Regions from separate parts of the Gossypium hirsutum genome. Here region 1 is linked to region 2. Evidence: chromatin contacts called from public Hi-C data. All regions are on one chromosome and are shown on one strand. The core of a region is the stretch at or near the end of the contact, and the rest is flanking DNA. Distances in the headings are between cores, read along the strand shown. Region 1 holds the start of LOC107954869 (neural Wiskott-Aldrich syndrome protein). Region 2 holds the start of LOC107954865 (choline-phosphate cytidylyltransferase 1).

Region 1 (2,926 bases), core at 417-2,916, 170 kb after region 2:
TGTATATATAAACTATTAAAAGATAAAAATATAATAATGTAACATAAAAAGTCATATTTTTTATGTTTAAATACTTTTTTTGAAGAATCATGTTTAAATGTTTACTTGATTTAAAAAAAAATTGAAAATATTAAAGATAACAAAAATAAAATTGAAATAGAGCGAATGAGGTGGGATGGATGCATCCAACATTTTTTAAAGCAATAGTAATTTTCAATATTATACATCCATAGTGGAGCAGGGTGTGCCAATTGTGAAACAATGATAGAATTAGCAATATTCACCTCTGATAAGTGCTAAAAGTAACATATTTTAGTCTCATTCTTAATGCGTTTTTGGGTGATTATTCGATGCTGATAGTGAATTTTCTGCTCCTAATCTTTTAAATTCATGTTTTTATACTTAGGAGAGCATTTAGGAGCCAAAAGAGCGAAAAACAAGTGAAAAAAATCGGAGCAAGTTACAAGAGCCACATGGGTTGACCATTTCCACATGACCGTGTGAGCCACTCAAGCTGCCACACGGCCATGTGGAAGGTTGTGTTGATTACATGGATTTGCATCCTAAACAGCAAAAAAATACAATTTTTAGGTTTTTCGAACATTCTAAGATGTATATATGACAAAAATAAGAAGATAGGAGAGAGCTGTCATAGAAAATTCAATAAAAAAACTCGAAAAATATCATTGAAGTTGATTCTGAAGTAGATTTCTGTCAAGATTGAAGATTCCCAGTTGATTTCTCAGGAGATTATAATGAGTTTCTTTATTTCTTTCTGTTATACTGTCTCTTGGAAGTTTTTATTTTCAAGCATGGACTAATTTTCTAAATATATAAGGGAGATGAACCCTATGATGAATTCTATCGTTTGATTTTTGTTTTACACAATAAATACTTAGATCTTGTTCTCAATTATGTGTGCTTAATTCTTGGTTTGATATTTCTAGACTATTGATTCATGTTTGATGTGCCTAAATCATAAGAGGAATAGACTTTGTTTAAGAGTAGATCTAGCGTAATTGAGTGGAGTTACATACAATCCTAGAAATAGGACGATATAAATCTACTGGATTAGAGTCAAATCTTATAGGGAATCCATAGACCAAGTTAATGCGATAATAGGGGTTTTAATTAGAAGGAAATTTCAATTAATCAACCTAGAGTCAGCTGCTCTTACTCTAGAAAGAGATATTAGCATAATTCAGGGATTTTTACGGATCAAGATGCTAAGTGAAGAAATTGCGTAATTTAGATTAATAGTGACAAATGAAGTCTAAGTGAATTCTCTTCTGGGTATTGTTTTGCTTTTTGGTTGTTATTCAATTATTCTCCTAAATTGTTCTTTGTCGCGTTCGTTAGCAATTAATTCAGTTAATTTTAGTTTTCAATCAATCATTCGAATTTATCGATCAAATAATAGAAAGACAATAATTACTAGTATTTTTACTCTTCGTGAAAATAATATATTTACTCACTATAATTATACTATTAATTTAAGATTTTTAGTTAGTTTCCCCGACAACAGCGTCAACCTCTAACCCGTTCCATTCCATCCCTAAATATAAAGAAGTAAACATCACATCCTTAAATGTTTGAGTTACTTAAAGTCAATTATAAACAAGTATATTTAAATTCAATTATTAGTCGCTTTTTAAAACATTCCCCAATATCCTAAACAGTAAATGCAATTTATTTTCATCGGATGCTTAATGAATATCAAATAAGTAGTATTCTTTGTCCGAGTAGAAAGCAAGCAAAAACAAAAGGTGAAAACCCTCCAATTTTCCCCATGCCCAAGCAAGCATATATTCTACCAAGCTAAAAGAAATAATTAGAATCTGGTTACAGCATTGATTGCCTTTGAATCTTCTTTAGTTTCCCTATGTTAACGGTTCCCCTTTCTGCCCCCACCTTGTTTCACTCCTTTTTCCTCCTCCCTGTCCACCAGATGTCCTTTGCCACTCTTCTTCTTATATATTTATTCAACCTGGATCATCCCCCAACCCTTGCTCATCTCTGTTACAACCCTAGCCATGGAGTCAAGGCCCCACTGTTTAAGCTTTCTCTATGCAGTCCTAATCATTTCAGCCTCCATTCTCTTCACTCACTCTGGTATGTAAATTCCTTTGTTTTCCCATTCTATTCATTTTCAATTGATGGATTGAATGAATGTACTTCGTATGATTTGTTGTTTCTTTTGTGTGCAAATTCTGTAAAGATGCCAGACTCATGGTTCATATATGGAAGAAGGACCAAGGCTCAAACCTCCATGAAAAGCTAAAAACAACGGATCGTATCGGCTTCGATGGTGATCCATATACCCTTGACTCACCTTTCTACCTACCACATTCTGACTCATTATCACCACTACTTCCTCAGCCTGACCACTCTCCTCCATTTACCCCACAATCGCCTTCCAACCCTCTGCCACCTCCGGCGAGTTACGGCCTACCAACACCTCCACCACCGAGTAACATCATCCACAGCCCACCAACACCTCCACCACCGAGTAACATCATCCATAGTCCGCCAGCAAATCCACCGGAAGCAGCTTCTCCCGAGCATGGGTTCAATCCACCTAGCATTTTCTCAAGTCCACCTCAACATCAACCTAACCCACCAAAAAATGTGTCAACGCCCCCTAAGCAAGTTCCAGGCCAACCCATTCCTGAACCGCCGGTGCTGAACCCACCACCTCGTTCTACTCCACACAAAGGGTCACGATCTGGTACTTGGTGTGTGGCTAAGCCAACAGTGCCTGATTCATTGATCCAAGCAGCCATGGATTATGCATGCGGGTCTGGTGCAGATTGCAAGTCGATTCAACCCAACCAGGCTTGCTTCCAACCCAACACGATGATCTCTCACGCATCGTATGCTTTCAACAGCTACTGGCAAAACAAAAAGGGAAGCGGTGGCACTTGTG
Region 2 (2,755 bases), core at 24-2,523:
GTGTCCTCAAAAAAAAAAAAATTCTAAGTACATGTAAAATCTAAACATGAAATTTTTTAAAAATTGAACACAAATTACTAAATATAAAAAACATGCATGAAACATTCCAAAATCCCCCCACACTAAAATCAAACATTTTCTTCAATATTTAAAAGTATAAGGAAAAGGTTGATTAAATCTTAGTTCGACTGGCATCGGCATTGTTGTCAGTGCAAGAGGATATAGGTTCGAGCACGTTGCAGCATATTATCCTCTTATTTAAAAATTAGAGAAAGGTCTCTCGATTTAAGCTCGAATCTATAAATAAAGACAACTACTTCTCCACAAATGATTTGGACAATTTTTTACTCCAAACATGTGGTAAACCTATAAAGATTCAAACAAAACAAGACATAATAAAAATTCTAATTTTAAAAAATATATAATATCCTAAATAGTTATTACATGCCCCTAAAATAAAAATAAAAGTAGAATTTGATCCCTCCAAAATTTAAAATTAAAAATACTCTTTTGAAGCTTAAGATTGTTTTGGGCACAAAACTCCTTCACCATTATTATCCTTCTCAAACAAGGACGTATTCGCCAAATCTACCAATATTTTTTCATGATTCTTGTGAAGGTCTGGCTCGTTCCCATCTCTATCAATTCTCTTTGATGCTTCTCACAAGATCTTTTTATTATGTACATAGTAAATTCTCTAATTGTCTTTGATTTTGCTTCTCCATGATGAACTTTATTCTCTTTTTTGGGGAATAAGTCTCCGATACTCAATTGAAGATATTATTCTATTTGGAGGTTTTGCTTCTCGTACTTCAAAGAGAATTCGAAGGGTTCACGGAGTACAAAGAACACATCGATTAATATAGATATAACCTATAAGCTCAGAGAGAGGTTTCAATATTGTTAGAAATATTAATAATGCAAAATGTGCCTGTGAGAGATTGAACCATCAATGAAGGCTTATATATCTTACCTTAGCATACTTAGGCAACCCCTACGCTCTATGAACCCTTCAGGCTCTCCTCGAAGTGCAGGAGACAAAATCCCCACTTAGGACGCCTTCTATTGAGGCTTTGAGACTTATTCCCCTCAACACCCACTTTATAAAATGATGATATTTTAATTAGATATTTTAATCAGTTTTTTAACATTTAAAGGATTAAACTGATAAATAAATTTTTTTATAATATTTGAGACTGAAGTGGGCAAAAAAATTTAAACCCAAGGTAAGAAAATGATATAAGACTGTATTAAGTCAAGATTAAATTATAAACGCGCAGAGTAAAAGAGAAAAGAAATTGAAATAAATAAAATAGAAGCGTAAGAAGCGCAAGAAGCGCGTATGCATTCTCAGCCAGCCTGTGGGTTCAGAGGAAAGCCGAAATCCAATTTATATTATTAGTATTATTATTTATTATTATGAGACAGAAGAAATAACAGAACTCCCAATTTTCTTTTCCCCTTTTTCTTAATTCTAGAATCTCCGCCATGAACAACGGTAACAATAGCAACAGTTCCGATCCCGATCGCCCTGTCCGTGTTTACGCCGATGGGATCTACGATCTCTTCCACTTTGGCCACGCTCGCTCTCTCGAACAAGCCAAGAAATCGTCCGTTTTAATCCCTTCTCTCTCTCTCTCTCTTCTATGTTTGATTTTATTACTTTTCTGGGTATCTTTCGAATTTTCCCGTGATTAATGGATTTCTTTCAAAATCTTCATGTTTGGGTTATTTTTTATCTGTGTAACTTTTCTGGGTTTTTTTTAATGTCAAGTTTTTTTGAATTTTTATTATGTTTGTTTGCATAAAATATGCTTTTGCTTGATGTTATTTATGCACAACTGCATGCTTGGATTGCTTTTTCCCTGATTATGCAATTCAATTTTGTGAGATTTTAGGTTTCCCAATACGTATTTGCTGGTTGGGTGTTGCAATGACGAAACAACACACAAGTACAAGGGCAAAACTGTTATGACCGAATCAGAACGTTATGAATCCCTTCGCCATTGCAAGTATAACTCTCAGCCATCTCTGTTTATTTTACTGAAAATATTATAAAAAAAAAAGATCACCAAGGATGCATATTTGAGGTATAGTTTGGTTGCTGCTTTTGCTACTTGAGTTTTGCTTTTGAGAGTTTCAAGCAAAATTTTCCTTTCGTTGTAAAAGTAGTAGATTTGAAGAATTAAAATTGTAAAATTTTTGGATTAGGCTTAATTTTACTATTCAACGGAATAATTATGTTAGAATTTGATGTTGTGTTATTTGTTCTCTTTTAATCAATTATTGCTTTTAGGAAGTAAAATCTTGGTATATTTCCTTTAGCAAAGGCTGCAATCTAGTGGAACCTGAAATATAGATTTACTTAACTTTTTGTTTACACTTTGAAGTAAATCAGTTTTCTTCTCTTATAATAAGATTTTTCATTTTTGATTTGCAAAATGTGAATTAACTATGTTCCTCAAAATAACTGTTAATTCATTTAGTGAAACCTTAAATATAGATTCACTTTGAAGGACTTCGTTATTTATTTTGTTACAGGTGGGTTGATGAAGTCATTCCTGATGCTCCGTGGGTGATCGATCAAGAATTTCTGGATAAACACAATATTGACTATGTGGCTCATGATTCACTTCCGTAAGGATAGACAATTCTTGCTTTGAGATTAAATTATTAATGTTGACTGCGGGGATGCTAAGAAAATAAACATATAAATAAAAAAACCATGGCCTAATTGTATAAAATTTCCTACTAC

Evidence for each region. A called contact is a pair of places that touch in the nucleus more often than the background predicts.
Region 1: a contact with region 2 is called in a Hi-C map of leaf, with 2.8 times the contacts expected there. The contact joins the promoter of LOC107954869 here to the promoter of LOC107954865 in region 2. A contact is called at or near these places in 19 of 34 Hi-C or Micro-C datasets (anther, callus, cotyledon and 4 more).

Annotation. Positions count from the first base shown.
Region 1 is chrD07:50,031,714-50,034,639 of Gossypium_hirsutum_v2.1, forward strand. LOC107954869 (neural Wiskott-Aldrich syndrome protein) reads left to right here and starts at 1,667. Exons shown (of 3, transcript XM_016890556.2): 1 at 1,667-2,112; 2 at 2,219-2,926. The coding sequence starts at 2,034.
Region 2 is chrD07:49,857,995-49,860,749 of Gossypium_hirsutum_v2.1, forward strand. It overlaps LOC107954865 (choline-phosphate cytidylyltransferase 1), which reads left to right and starts at 1,274. Exons shown (of 8, transcript XM_016890553.2): 1 at 1,274-1,610; 2 at 1,899-2,012; 3 at 2,542-2,637. The coding sequence starts at 1,489.